Linked DNA regions of Pan troglodytes: regions 2 and 3 are each linked to region 1. Evidence: chromatin contacts called from public Hi-C and HiChIP or PLAC-seq data. All regions are on one chromosome and are shown on one strand. Each heading gives the region's core, a stretch centred on a gene start, on an enhancer-like site or on the middle of the called end of the contact. The rest is flanking DNA. Distances are from core to core; before and after follow the strand shown. Region 1 holds the start of NANOS3 (nanos C2HC-type zinc finger 3). Region 2 holds the start of SAMD1 (sterile alpha motif domain containing 1). Region 3 holds the start of MISP3 (MISP family member 3).

Evidence for each region. Hi-C and Micro-C count contacts between places; a contact is called where the count stands out from the background. HiChIP or PLAC-seq counts read pairs in DNA pulled down with a chosen protein or histone mark.
Region 2: a contact with region 1 is called in an H3K4me3 HiChIP or PLAC-seq map of stem cell-derived excitatory neurons, with 11 times the contacts expected there. The contact joins the promoter of SAMD1 here to the promoter of NANOS3 in region 1. A contact is called at or near these places in 1 of 1 datasets of contacts at active chromatin or transcription factors (stem cell-derived excitatory neurons) and 1 of 1 other capture datasets (stem cell-derived neural stem cells).
Region 3: a Hi-C map of stem cell-derived neural progenitor cells shows a contact between it and region 1, with 6 times the contacts expected there. The contact joins the promoter of MISP3 here to the promoter of NANOS3 in region 1. A contact is called at or near these places in 4 of 7 Hi-C or Micro-C datasets (blood, induced pluripotent stem cells and stem cell-derived neural progenitor cells), 1 of 1 datasets of contacts at active chromatin or transcription factors (stem cell-derived excitatory neurons) and 1 of 1 other capture datasets (stem cell-derived neural stem cells).

The regions. Positions count from the first base shown.
Region 1 is chr20:16,566,578-16,571,030 of NHGRI_mPanTro3-v2.0_pri, reverse strand. NANOS3 (nanos C2HC-type zinc finger 3) reads right to left here and starts at 2,255. Exons shown (of 2, transcript XM_001171060.7): 1 at 1-2,255. MIR181C (microRNA mir-181c) reads right to left here and starts at 2,342; the gene lies at 2,233-2,342. It overlaps MIR181D (microRNA mir-181d), which reads right to left and starts at 2,165; the gene lies at 2,030-2,165.
Region 2 is chr20:16,785,746-16,790,198 of NHGRI_mPanTro3-v2.0_pri, reverse strand. It overlaps SAMD1 (sterile alpha motif domain containing 1), which reads left to right and starts at 2,619. Exons shown (of 6, transcript XM_003316155.7): 1 at 2,619-2,724; 2 at 3,089-4,191. The coding sequence starts at 3,244. All of the region lies in intron 1 of MISP3 (MISP family member 3), which reads right to left. It overlaps PRKACA (protein kinase cAMP-activated catalytic subunit alpha), which reads left to right. Exons shown (of 10, transcript XM_024351904.2): 9 at 1-42; 10 at 433-1,973. The coding sequence ends at 558.
Region 3 is chr20:16,765,025-16,769,477 of NHGRI_mPanTro3-v2.0_pri, reverse strand. It overlaps MISP3 (MISP family member 3), which reads right to left and starts at 1,829. Exons shown (of 2, transcript XM_063800580.1): 1 at 1-1,829. LOC455775 (elongation factor 1-delta) reads right to left here and starts at 2,932. Exons shown (of 1, transcript XM_009434877.5): 1 at 1,856-2,932. The coding sequence starts at 2,833. The coding sequence ends at 1,988.

The sequences.
Region 1 (4,453 bases), core at 1,006-3,505:
GCCTGGTGCCCCACTAATACTCCTCCTAAAGGGCTGTATGGCCTCTGGCTGTGCCGGGGGACTACAGGACACAGGGTGTGTGTGGGGGCATCCTGCGATGTGCACCACACCCCCACGTACACACCTCCAGGGAATTGGGGGGCTACCCTGCCTCCCCTCCTTGTAGGAGTCCTTAGCCCTCCAGCCCCACTGGAGGATGGGGAGAATGGGTTGGAAACCCCACCCCCAAAGACTAGCAGTTACCAGTAACTTAAAGAAGTTAACTTAGTAACTTCTTTATAACTTTTTCTTCCTTCCCCTGGGCGGGGGAGTGGCCAGGTGCCCCTGGGCTCTTTGTGTGTGTGTGTATCCAGGGGGGAAGTTGCTGATGCTCCAGCTGTCTCTGAAAGGAGTGTGGTAGTCCCAGGCTCATGGGCTGGTTGCGGGGGTAGGGGGGAAGGATCATGTCCCCCGGCCCCCAGCTCTGGTCTCCCTCCAAGAGTTTTCACATCGGTTGTCTTAGTGGAACCCCCATTGAATGGATGAGCAAACTGAGGTGTGAAGCCACCTGCCCATCCAGTTATTTATAAAGACATGCACCAGGCCAGGGAGTGGTGGCTCATGCCTGTAATCCCAACAGTTTGGGAGGCCAATACAGGCGGATCACCTGAGGTCAAGAGTTCGAGACCAGCCTGGCTAACATGGTGAAACCCTGTCTCTACTAAAAATACACACACACACACAAAATTAGCTGGGCATGGTGGCGGGTGCCTGTGATCCCAGCTACTCAGGAGGCTGAGGCAGAAGAATTGCTTGAACCCAGGAGGCAGAGGTTGCGGTGAGCCAAGATCAAGCCACTGCACTCCAGCCTGGGAAACAGAGTAAGACTCTGTCTCAAAACAACAAAACAACAACAACAACAACAAAAAGCACCACATCTGCCTCCTTCTTCTAGTTACTGGGGCCCCCTGAGGCTAGGTGCTGGGGAGGGAGCCCTTTCCTGGCGGGGGCTGCAGAGGGGTGAGAAAGAACCCTCTGGAGTTGGGAGGTGGGGGATACCAAGTTGGGCTGTTAGGAGGGGACCCCTAGTACCTACAGGTCTTCAATGTCCTCCCCCAGATGAGATCTGAGCTCAGTCCCAGGAGGGTAGGGTGTGCTCAGGACTTGGACACAGGAGAGACGCTGTGCCGCTTACACAGCTCATCCACCCATCCATTCATTTAAGAAACTTTTATTGGCCAGGCACTGTGGCTCATTTTGAGAGGCCGAGGAGGATTGCTTGAACCTAGGAGTTGGAGACCAGCCTGGGCAACGTTTTGAGACCCTGTTCCTACAAAAACACTTTTTCGAAATAAGCTGGGTGTGGTGGCGCGTGCCCGTGGTTCCGGCTACTGGGGAGGCTGAGGCGGGAGGATCAACGCTTGACTCCAGTTATTAGAGGCTGCAGTGAGCTAAGGTCACACCATTGCACTCCAGCCTGGGTGACAAGAGCGAGATCCTGTCTCTAATTTAAAAAAACTATGGAGCACTCCACGGAGCAGAACTTACCACCCACATTTCAGAAAGGGGTTTTAGGCCAGGCAAGGTGGCTAATGCCTGTAATCCCAGCACTTTGGGAGGCCGAGGTGGGAGGATTACTTGAGGTCAGGAGTTTGAGACCAGCCTGGCCAACACAGTGAAATCTCGTCTCTACTAAAAATACAAAAATTAGCCCACCGTGGTGGCAGATGCCTGTAATCCCAGCTACTTGGGAGGCTGAGGCCAGAGAATCACTCAAACCCTGGAGGCAGAGGTTGCAGTGAGCTGAGATTGGGCCACTGCACTCCAGCCTAGGCAACAGAGTGAGACTCTGTCTTAAAAACAAAAAGTGGGGGGGGATTTTAGCTGCCCTGCCCCAGCCTGTTTACCCCCAACCCTCTAATATTTAATCCCAAATCCAGCCAGAGTCCATCCAGATTCCAGACACCAGCTCTCCTCTCCAAAGAGGAGTGGTTGGGGTCAGGGCAAAAAACAGGCTGAGTGACTGTGGCGGTGGGGGGTCCTGTCCCCAGTCCCCATTCCCCTTAAGCCATGTCTGGCCCAGCCACAGTGACATTCATCCCCCGGTGGGTCTGGCCTCGGTCCTCACAACCCACCGACAACAATGAATGTTGATTGTGACCTCGGCTGTGGCCTAGGGGAGGGGACGTGCCCAGGCTGGATTGGGGGCTCCCCAGGCCCCCCTAGATCTGGAAGGTCAGAGTCACCGGCAGGAGGATGGCAATTCCAGGCCTCAGGGTCCACTCAACGGTCGATGGTTTGCCTGAGCTGCCCAAACTCACCGACAGGTTGAATGTTCCCCCAAACCCTTGGCAAATTTTCCGGGACCTGGAGTCGGGGGTGGGGTAGGTGGCAGGGAACCAGAGAGCATGAAGAGGGAGAGGAGGAGAGAGTAAGGAACCCCTTTTCTCTCATGAAATAAACAAACGCTTTTCAGGTGCTGTTTGCACCTAGATCTGGGAAAAACACAAGGCAAATATAAATGATAGTAAATAAAATGTAGCCTTTGCTATGGGGATGGAGATGTAGCAGTGCAGGGGAGTGCTGGCCTCAAGCCCGCTCCTTAAGTAATTCACAAAGTGATCCTGGAGGTGCAGATTACCCCCCTTTGTCAACTGGGGAGACTGAGGCCAAAGGCCACTGCTAGTCCGAGGTGGAGGAGGCATTCCAAGTGTTCCCGGGAAGTCTGGCAACGGAGGATCCTGGCCCCGAGGGCATTGATGCAACGTGGAGATAAACAAGCCATTTTAATACAATGTAATACGTTCTGGGAGCTTCACTGAGTTCCGGGCACGATGGTTTAGGAATCACAACAGCGTGAGTGGAGCGCTTGGGGGTGGGGGGTCGTCAGGTCTCTCCACTTTACAAGTGCACTGGGGCCCCACTAGACAGGGAAGAGGCAGGAGGTTCAGAGAGGGCGTCGCTCGCCCCGCGTGCGCGGTCACACAGCATCTGAACTCGGGCACTTCCGGAGGGAGTCCGCGCAGCCACGTGGGGGCTGCCCCTTGGGCCTCAAAACCGGCTGCGGCGCCCCCTCTCCATTTCCTCATCCCTCAAATGACCCCCAGTCCCTTCCTCCAGTGATCGCACAGAGTTCGGCGACCAACCCCCCGCCCCGGGTGCCCCCAGGCCTACAGGTACGCACCCCTATCTCCCACCCCCCGCAAGCCAAGCAGTGACGACCAGGGATGGGCGAGCGCGCCTTCGCCCCTGACCTGGGTCTGCGGACGGCCTAGCCGGGTGCTGCGGCTCAGGCCTGTAATTCAGTATTTTGGGAGGCTGAGGCGGGAGGATCTTTTGAGCCCAGGAGATGGAGACCAGCCTGAGCAACATAGCGAGATACCTGTCCCTACAAAAAAATTAGCTGGGTGTGGTGTAGTGAGCCTGTAGTCTTAGCTACTTAGGAGTCTGAGATGGGAGGATCGCTTGGACCCCAAGAGTTCGAGGCTCGAGGCTGCAGTGAGCCGTGATCGCGCCACTGTATTCCAGCCTGGGTGACAGGACGAGACCCCGTCGTCGCAAAAAAATAAGTAATTTCCTGGCCCCTGGCATTTCACCGAGGGGAATACTGAGGCCCAAAATAACCGCCTGGCATAACCCCAAGGTAGATGAGGGACCCCCAAGTGTGCCGAGCTGCGTGAACCACCCCCCCCACCACACCCCTCACGGTGGTGGCGACGGGACCCGGCCCAGCCCCCGAGGACGCGCCCCCGAGAGCCCCGCCCCCGAGAGCCCCACCCACAGTCTGGAGCCACCAGCCAAGGCCCCAGCCCAGGCCCTGCCCCTTAGAGCCCCGTCGCTTTTGACCTGTTCCCCAGAACACACTCCCTCTAAAACCCGCCCATATAGACTCCCACGGAGCCGCCAAGCCCCTAAGCCAGTCCTCAAAGAGCCCAGCTCCCTTAGGGCCCGCCCCCTTAGAGCCCTCCACAAAAGCCTGCTCTATAGACGCCCCGGGACTGCGTCCTGCCCCCACGAAGCCCAGCCCCCCACTAAGGTCCGCCCCGACCGGGCACGCCCCCAAACCGAACTTCGTAGGCCCCCTCAAGCCCGATCCCGGCTAACTCGCCCTCCCGAAGCCCCCCTCCCGCCTCCCGGCACCTTCTAGAGCCCTTTCCCCAGAGCCCGCCCTCTCACCCGCCCCGGGTCGGGGTCACGTTCCCACCCCTCTGTCTGGAGCTGGAGTGGGGCGCCCTCTCTCGCAGCTCATCCGCCACGTCCAGCAGATCCTCCCATTCAGGCTGTGGAGTGGGGGGGCCTGATCGGCTTCTCTTTATCCGCCACCTCCACCCCAGGTGTCCAGGCCCTTCCGAGGGAGGTGGCCGGTCCCCTGCCTTGTAGATCATCATTCTAAGGAGGAGAACGCCTAGGACTTGGGAAGGAGAGTGAGTTGGGAGCACAGGTGTTAATAATTACATTACTGATGATAACGCTA
Region 2 (4,453 bases), core at 1,370-3,869, 220 kb before region 1:
TGGTTTGCCACAACTGACTGGATTGCCATCTACCAGAGGAAGGTGGGCCTCCCCTCCTTAAGCCTGCTGAGGGTTTGGGAGCAGGCCAAGAGTCAGGGAGGACAGCCAATAGAGAAATAGAGAAGAGAACACAGGTTCAGGAGCAACCTAGAGTAGAGAGCTTAGAGCAGTGGGGTCTAGAAATGGGATTCTGGGGTCATTTGGCCATTCCATGACCTTGTGCAACAGATGCCTCTCTCTGGGAAGTAATTTCCCCTTTGATGAGTTGCTACATTAAGAGTTTCGGGCTCTTAAGAGGAATCCATAACCTAATGGTAAGCACAGGCCTGAGTCAGAGTAAATATCTCTTGAATGTTAGGCCATTCGCATTTATTGTTGTAATAATGATTATGTTGAATGCTGAGGTTTGGGTGATTCTTGATCCCTCTCCAGGTGGAAGCTCCCTTCATACCAAAGTTTAAAGGCCCTGGGGATACGAGTAACTTTGACGACTATGAGGAAGAAGAAATCCGGGTCTCCATCAATGAGAAGTGTGGCAAGGAGTTTTCTGAGTTTTAGGGGCGTGCCTGTGCCCCCATGGGTTTTTTCTTTTTTCTTTTTTTTGGTCGGGGGGGTGGGAGGGTTGGATTGAACAGCCAGAGGGCCCCAGAGTTCCTTGCATCTAATTTCACCCCCACCCCACCCTCCAGGGTTAGGGGGAGCAGGAAGCCCAGATAATCAGAGGGACAGAAACACCAGCTGCTCCCCCTCATCCCCTTCACCCTCCTGCCCCCTCTCCCACTTTTCCCTTCCTCCTTCCCCACAGCCCCCCAGCCCCTCAGCCCTCCCAGCCCACTTCTGCCTGTTTTAAACGAGTTTCTCAACTCCAGTCAGACCAGGTCTTGCTGGTGTATCCAGGGACAGGGTATGGAAAGAGGGGCTCACGCTTAACTCCAGCCCCCACCCACACCCCCATCCCACCCAACCACAGGCCCCACTTGCTAAGGGCAAATGAACGAAGCGCCAACCTTCCTTTCGGAGTAATCCTGCCTGGGAAGGAGAGATTTTTAGTGACATGTTCAGTGGGTTGCTTGCTAGAATTTTTTTAAAAAAACAACAATTTAAAATCTTATTTAAGTTCCACCAGTGCCTCCCTCCCTCCTTCCTCTACTCCCACCCCTCCCATGTCCCCCCATTCCTCAAATCCATTTTAAAGAGAAGCAGACTGACTTTGGAAAGGGAGGCGCTGGGGTTTGAACCTCCCCGCTGCTAATCTCCCCTGGGCCCCTCCCCGGGGAATCCTCTCTGCCAATCCTGCGAGGGTCTAGGCCCCTTTAGGAAGCCTCCGCTCTCTTCTTCCCCAACAGATCTGTCTTCACCCTTGGGCTTTGAAAGCCAGACAAAGCAGCTGCCCCTCTCCCTGCCAAAGAGGAGTCATCCCCCAAAAAGACAGAGGGGGAGCCCCAAGCCCAAGTCTTTCCTCCCAGCAGCGTTTTCCCCCAACTCCTTAATTTTATTCTCCGCTAGATTTTAACGTCCAGCCTTCCCTCAGCTGAGTGGGGAGGGCATCCCTGCAAAAGGGAACAGAAGAGGCCAAGTCCCCCCAAGCCACGGCCCGGGGTTCAAGGCTAGAGCTGCTGGGGAGGGGCTGCCTGTTTTACTCACCCACCAGCTTCCGCCTCCCCCATCCTGGGCGCCCCTCCTCCAGCTTAGCTGTCAGCTGTCCATCACCTCTCCCCCACTTTCTCATTTGTGCTTTTTTCTCTCGTAAAAGTGGGGAGCCGCTGGGGAGCCACCCCATTCATCCCCGTATTTCCCCCTCTCATAACTTCTCCCCATCCCAGGAGGAGTTCTCAGGCCTGGGGTGGGGCCCCGGGTGGGTGCGGGGGCGATTCAACCTGTGTGCTGCGAAGGACGAGACTTCCTCTTGAACAGTGTGCTGTTGTAAACATATTTGAAAACTATTACCAATAAAGTTTTGTTTAAAAAAAAAAGTGTCGCTGGTGTTCTCGACTTCGATCACCCACCCACACACCCCCAGGGGGTTGGAAAGGGAATTTCGGACCCCAGCGTGCAGGCCGATCAGGTCCTGGCTTGAAGTCCTTGTAACCAGGGTTTAGCTGAAATTCCGGCACTCCTTCGGCCCCGCAGGAGAAACGAGCGTCAAACTGCCCTTTGACCCCAGATTCGGGGTCCCCAAATCTGCGGCGCGCCCCCTCGGCGTCCAGCCCGGGACCGAGAGGGCGCTCTAGGGAGGCGCTGGGGCTGGCGCGCCAGGAGGCCGAGCGGCGGCGGGGGCGGCCCTGGCAGGGGGAGTAGAAGGCGGAGAGGGTGCGCGCCCCCCTTCCCGCATCCTCAGCGCCGGGCCAGGCGCGCCTGAGGGACGCGGGGGCGGCGGCAGCAGGAGGGTCCCCGCAGCACCCTGCGAGCGCGGCAGCCCCGGCCCGCGGGCGGCGAGTTCCCGGTAAGTGCGGTCCCGAGAGCGGAGCGCGCTGGAGAGGCGTGGAGAGGGGGGCTGGGCGCCGGGGACGTCTGGGTCCCGCGCCCAATGGCTGGAGGGCGGCCGAGCGCCGCCCGCCCGCCCTGCCCGCCCCCTCTCCCCTCCCCCCGGCACTCCCCTCCCCCTCCCCCGCCCGTCGCTTTCCCCCGCCCCCGCCCCGGCGCCAACTCCGCGGCGCCTCCTTAAAAAGCGCGCGGGAGTTGTAAGGGGGGGCCGGAGCGAGCCGGAGTGAGCGAGAGCGCAGGGTAAAGGGGGCGGGCGGGGGGCCCGGGCTCCACCTTAAAAGCGGGCGCGTGGGGGTGGGAGGGAGGAAGGCGGGCGGCGGGGGGGAGGGAGGGAGGGAAGGAAGGGGGGCCGGAGTGTCCCGGGCGCAGGGCGCGCGTGCGGCGGCGGCGGCGGCGGGGAGGGGCCGGCCGCGCCGCGCTCCCCTCCTCCCCCTCGCATCCCCGGCCCCGCGCGCGCCCAGCAGAAGCGGGTCTGTGTGTGCGTGCGTGCGAGTGAGTGAGTGTGTGCATATTTTTTTCTCTCTTTTCTTTCTCTCTCACTGTTTTTTCCTCTCTCTCTCTCTCTCGCTCCCTCTCTCTCTCTTTTTTTTTTTTTTTTGCAAAGAAACAGCAGCGCCGCCGCCGCTCCGCCGAGGCGCTGCGCCCCCCGGGGGGGGAGGCGGAGGAGGCGGGCAGCGGCGGAGGGAGGGGAGCCGGGGAGGGGGGCGCCGCGCTGGGAGGGAGGCAGCGCGCACGGTGCAGCCGGGCCGGGCGGGAGGCATGGCGGGGCCCCCGGCCCTACCCCCGCCGGAGACGGCGGCGGCCGCCACCACGGCGGCCGCCGCCTCGTCGTCCGCCGCTTCTCCGCACTACCAAGAGTGGATCCTGGACACCATCGACTCGCTGCGCTCGCGCAAGGCGCGGCCGGACCTGGAGCGCATCTGCCGGATGGTGCGGCGGCGGCACGGCCCGGAGCCGGAGCGCACGCGCGCCGAGCTCGAGAAACTGATCCAGCAGCGCGCCGTGCTCCGGGTCAGCTACAAGGGGAGCATCTCGTACCGCAACGCGGCGCGCGTCCAGCCGCCCCGGCGCGGAGCCACCCCGCCGGCCCCGCCGCGCGCCCCCCGCGGGGCCCCCGCCGCCGCCGCCGCGCCGCCGCCCACGCCCGCCCCGCCGCCACCGCCCGCGCCCGTCGCCGCCGCCGCCCCGGCCCGGGCGCCCCGCGCGGCCGCCGCCGCCGCCACAGCGCCCCCCTCGCCTGGCCCCGCGCAGCCGGGCCCCCGCGCGCAGCGGGCCGCGCCCCTGGCCGCGCCGCCGCCCGCGCCAGCCGCTCCCCCGGCGGTGGCGCCCCCGGCCGGCCCGCGCCGCGCCCCCCCGCCCGCCGTCGCCGCCCGGGAGCCGCCGCTGCCGCCGCCGCCACAGCCGCCGGCGCCGCCACAGCAGCAGCAGCCGCCGCCGCCGCAGCCACAGCCGCCGCCGGAGGGGGGCGCGGTGCGGGCCGGCGGCGCGGCGCGGCCCGTGAGCCTGCGGGAAGTCGTGCGCTACCTCGGGGGCAGCGGCGGCGCCGGCGGTCGCCTAACCCGCGGCCGCGTGCAGGGGCTGCTGGAGGAGGAGGCGGCGGCGCGAGGCCGTCTGGAGCGCACCCGTCTCGGAGCGCTTGCGCTGCCCCGCGGGGACAGGCCCGGACGGGCGCCGCCGGCCGCCAGCGCCCGCCCGTCTCGCAGCAAGGTGAGCGCGCCGGGGAGCGGGGGCGCCGCGCGGTGGGCAGGTGCGGGCGAAGTTGGTGGCGGGGGCGCGAGTCCTGGGAGGAACTGGGTGGCGGGTGGCTGGGGCTTTGCGCGCGTTTCCTGCGGGCTCGGTGCGTGGTGACCTTGGCAAGTAATTGAATCTCCCGGAGCCTCAGTTTCCTCCGCTGTAAACGCGGCTTAATAACAGTAGCGACCCCTTGGGGTTGTTGAGCGAGTTTAGTAAGATTTGGTTGTCGAGGGCT
Region 3 (4,453 bases), core at 580-3,079, 200 kb before region 1:
GGAGGAGGAGGTCTTAGGGCCTGGAGGGGGATGCTGCCCCTGGAACTCCGCCCTTTGCGCTTCGGACGGCCCAGGGTCGTCTCTGCCTGGCTCAGGACTCTCAAAGCCCGCAGCTGTGGACAGCCCGGGGCTCTCTGCGTCCTGCTCGACTGATGGCTCGAGGACTTCGCTCTCTTGCTCCAGGATCTCCACGTCCTTTGCGGAGGGCTTGGGGACCTCGGTGTTCAGCTCCGCAGCAGCTCTGGGGCTTCGCTGTCTGGCCCTGGGGACTCCTGGCCCTCCTCTTCAGATGACCCCAGGGTTTCGTTCTCCGGCCGGTGGGGGCCTTCGTGTCCAGGGTTGGAAGCAGTTCGGAAGCCTCAGTTCCCAACCGGGGTTTTGATTCCCAGAGCGAGGACAGAGGGCACTGTGAGGCACCTGTGGCGGCAGTGGCGGCCCGTGGGTTCCAAGGCGTCGCCCGCACCGGCCGCTTCTCTGACCCGCCTCTGGCCTCCAGGAACGGCCCCCGGGGGCAGGGCCGGGCACCGCCCCCGGCACCTGCCAGGAGGACTCCCGCCCCGCCCTGGCCCCGCCCTCGGGACAAGGGGCGCCTCGGTTGGGCACTCAGTTTCATCAGCTAGCGCGCCCAGTCACCTCAGGGCACGGGACTTCTTGGAAGAGGGCTTCCTTAGACCCGGCCCCGCTCTCTGGGGGGCCATTCTGGGTGCTGGGTTCTACTGAGCGCACCCTGGCACTTTTTCAGAGCCATGTCCCCGTCATCGTCCGGGAGACTGGGCCCAGCAGCGCGTCGGACTGGGGTTCTGAACCACTAGCCGCTTGGTGAGGTGTCCCCCGAAGCCGTCTTTTCGGGACCCGGGCAGCCCCGCTTGGTCGTGCCAGCCGGCAGGCAGCGACTCCTCAGGCCTCTGGGCCCTCCCTCCGATCCAGCCTTGCAGCGCACAGCTCCGGCCCGAGGGGGCGCCAGGAGCCGCCTTACTGGCCGCTGGGGTCTCCCTACCAATGCTTGGGCTCAGCGAGGTTCCCAGCCGCGCACCACTGCCCCCACGCCAAGCCGAGAAGCGGCTTCCCTTCTCCTCCCGGAAAAATCCGGGAGGTGTCCGCTGCCAAGGGCACTCCCGGATTGAGGGAGGAGGGAGAGACGGACACAGTGCGCCGTGGGCGCAGCTTAGCGGTTGCAGTTGAAAGGCGGTCACCTTGGGCCCGGGCGCCTGGGGAGGCCCAGACAGGAAACAGGAGGCGTCCAGGGTAGGGGGAAAGAGCAGCTGGGGCCGGATCATGCGGTTCAAGGGCAGGATCGATGCCCTTGCGCGGGCCACCCTCCCCTAGGGACGTTTTCCACTTTCCCCCTAATGGAAGCAGACTCTTCCCAGAACCTGCCCCCAACCCCACCATTCTGGGGTGCCCAGAAGGAAAAATACAGTTACCGGCCGGGCACGGAGGCTCATGCCCGTGATGCCAGCACTTTGGGAGGCCGAGGCGGGAGGATCACCTGAGGTCAGGAGTTCGAAACCAGCCTGGCCAGCATGGCCAAACCCCGTCTCTACTAAAAATACAAAAAAAAAAAATTAGCCAGGCCTGGTGGTGGGCGCCTGTAATCCCAGCTATTCGGGAAGCTGAGGTGGGAGAATCACTTGAACCTGGGAGGTGGAGGTTACAGTGAGCCAAGATCACGCCACTGCACTCTAGCCTAGGCAGCAAGAGCAAAACTCTGTCTCAAAATAAATAAATAAATAAATAAGCTGTATACTTCTGGGAAAAAGTTTTCTTTATAGCACCTTCCCCACTGCATCATCTCCTGGTCCTTCCTCCAGCCATGCCAACTGGGCTGGGTTCTTGGCCCCCTTTCACGGGAACATTTTTTTCTTTTTCTTTTTCTTTTCTTTCTTTCTTTTTTCTTTTTCTTTTTTTTTTTTTTTTTTTTTTGCCGGTCTCAGTCTTTAATCGTGGCAGGGCCTTACGCACGCGCGCACATACACACACTCAGGCTTCAGATCTTGTTGAAAGCTGCGATATCGACACTCTGCACGTGCTCCTCAAATTTAGTGATCTCCTCCTCCAGCAAGTCTGTCCCCACCTTGTCGTCCTCCACCACACACTGAATCTGTAGCTTCCGGATACCGTAGCCCACGGGCACCAGCTTGGAGGTCCCCCAGACCAGCCCGTCCAGCTCGATAGAGCGCACACAGGCCTCCAGCTGGGCCATGTCCGTCTCATCGTCCCAAAGCTTGACATCCAGCAGGATGGAGGACTTGGCCACTAGTGCAGGCTTCTTGGCCTTCTTCTCCGCGTACTGCCGTAGCCACTCCTCCCGCAGCTGTGCCGCCTCCTTGTCCTCCTCCTCATTGTCGCTGCCAAACAGGTCAATGTCATCATCCTCGTCATCCTCTGCTGGTGTGGCTGGCTTCTTGGCCGGGGACTCCACTTGGCGCATGGGAGACACGTGCTGGGTCTGCGGGGCCGTGGCCCGGTGGCCAGGCGAGCTCTTCTCCAGCACGTTCAGCTGGGCCTCCAGCTTGGAGATGGCCTGCTGCAGCTCCTGTACCACGCCACGCAGGCTCTGGTTCTCCACTTCCAGACTGGCGATCCGGACAACGAGCTCGCTGTGGTCTCCGCTGGGGCCACTGGAGGCCCCGGGGCCTGAGCTTCCAGCCAGGGATTTCTGGATGTTCTCTCTGGCTCTCACAATGTCATGGAGGATCACGCTGGCACCGTTCTCCTGGCGGGAGGCACCTGCCACAGGCCCGTTCATCTGCTGGTAGAATCTCCTTTCTGCGTCGTCATATTTGAACTTGTCAAACCAGATCTTCTCATGTGCTAGGAAGTTTGTAGCCATTTTTCTGACGCCAGCCAAGGACGCGGCGACCAAGGAGGAGGAATCGGCGGACGCGGGAAGATTGATGAAAGGGCTCTTTTTCTTTTTTGAGACGAAGTCTCACTCGGTTGCCCAGGCTGGAGTGCAGTGGTGTGATCTTGGCTCACTGCAACCTCCGCCTCCCGGGTTCAAGCGATTCTCCTGCTTCAGCCTCTGGAGTAGCTGATATTACAGGCGTGTGCCACCACGCCCAGCTAATTTTTTTGTAGTTTTAGTAGAGACAGGGTTTCACCATGTTGGCCAGGCTGGTCTCGAACTCCTGACCTCATGATCTGCCCGCCTCAGCCTCCCAAAGTGCTGGGATTACAGGTATGAGCCACCGCACCCGGCTTCTGGGAGCTTTTTCTGACAAGAGCACCTATGATGTCCGTTTGGCAGATTCAATCACTGACTTCATTCCCTGTCCTCCTCTTCATTAGCTCCTTGGTCTTTGGGTACACCACCCCCTCCTGATTTCCTTCTACTTCACAAGCACCCCTTCTCAGACTTCTGTTTCACCTTCCTTCCCCTCTGGCTTCCTTGGGGTCACCTGATGAAAGAGAGGAGAGTGAAGCCAAGGTGTTTATCCCAGCCAGGCACGGTGGCTCACACCTGTAATTTTAACACTTTGGGAGGCCGAGGCAGGAGGATTGCTTGAAACCAGCCTGGGTAATATAGGGAGACCCTGTCTCTGCAGAAAGGAAGAAAGAAAGAAGGAAAGAAGGAAAGAGAGAAAGAAAGGGAGGGAGGAAGGGAGGGAAAGAAGGAAGGAAGGAAGGAAGGAAGGAAGGAAGGAAGGAAGGAAGGAAGGAAAGAAGACATTTTTTTAAATTAGCTGGGCATGGTGGTTTGTGTCTGTAGGCCCAGGTACTTGGGAGGCTGAGGTGGGAGGATCATTTGAGCCTAGGAGTTTGAGGCTGCAGTAAGCTATAATAATGCCAATACACTCCAGTCTGGGTGATAGAGAAAGACCCTGTCTCTAAATAAATAAATAAATAAAATAACACTAAAAAAAAGATGTTTAGCTGGGCACAGTGGTTCACACCTGTAATCCCAACACTTTGGGAGGCTGAGGCGGGCAGATGGCTTGAGCCCCAGGAGTTCAAGACCAGCCTGGGTAACGTAGTGAGACCCCATCTCTACAAAAAATGCAAAAATTAGCAGCATGTTGGTGGTGTGTGCCTACAGTCCCAGCTACTCAGGAGGCTGAGGTGGGAGGATCACCTGAGCCCAGGGAGATCAAGGCTGCAGTGAGCTGTGATCACACCACTGCACTCTAGCCTGAACAACAGAGTAAGACTCTGTCTCAAAAAAAAAAAAAAAAAAAAAGTTGGCCACGCGCAGTGGCTCATGCCTGTAATCCCAGTGCTTTGAGAGGCCGAGGCAGGTGGATCACCTGAGGTCAGGAGTTCGAGGCTAGCCTGGCCAATATGGCGAAAACCCATTTCTACTAAGAATACTAAAAATTACCCAGGTGTGGTGGCGGGCACCTGTAATCCCAGCTACTTGGGAGGCTGAGGCAGGAGAATTGCTTGAACCTGGGAGATGGAGGTTGTAGTGAGCCGAGATTGCACCATTGCACTCCAGCCTGGGCGACAGAGT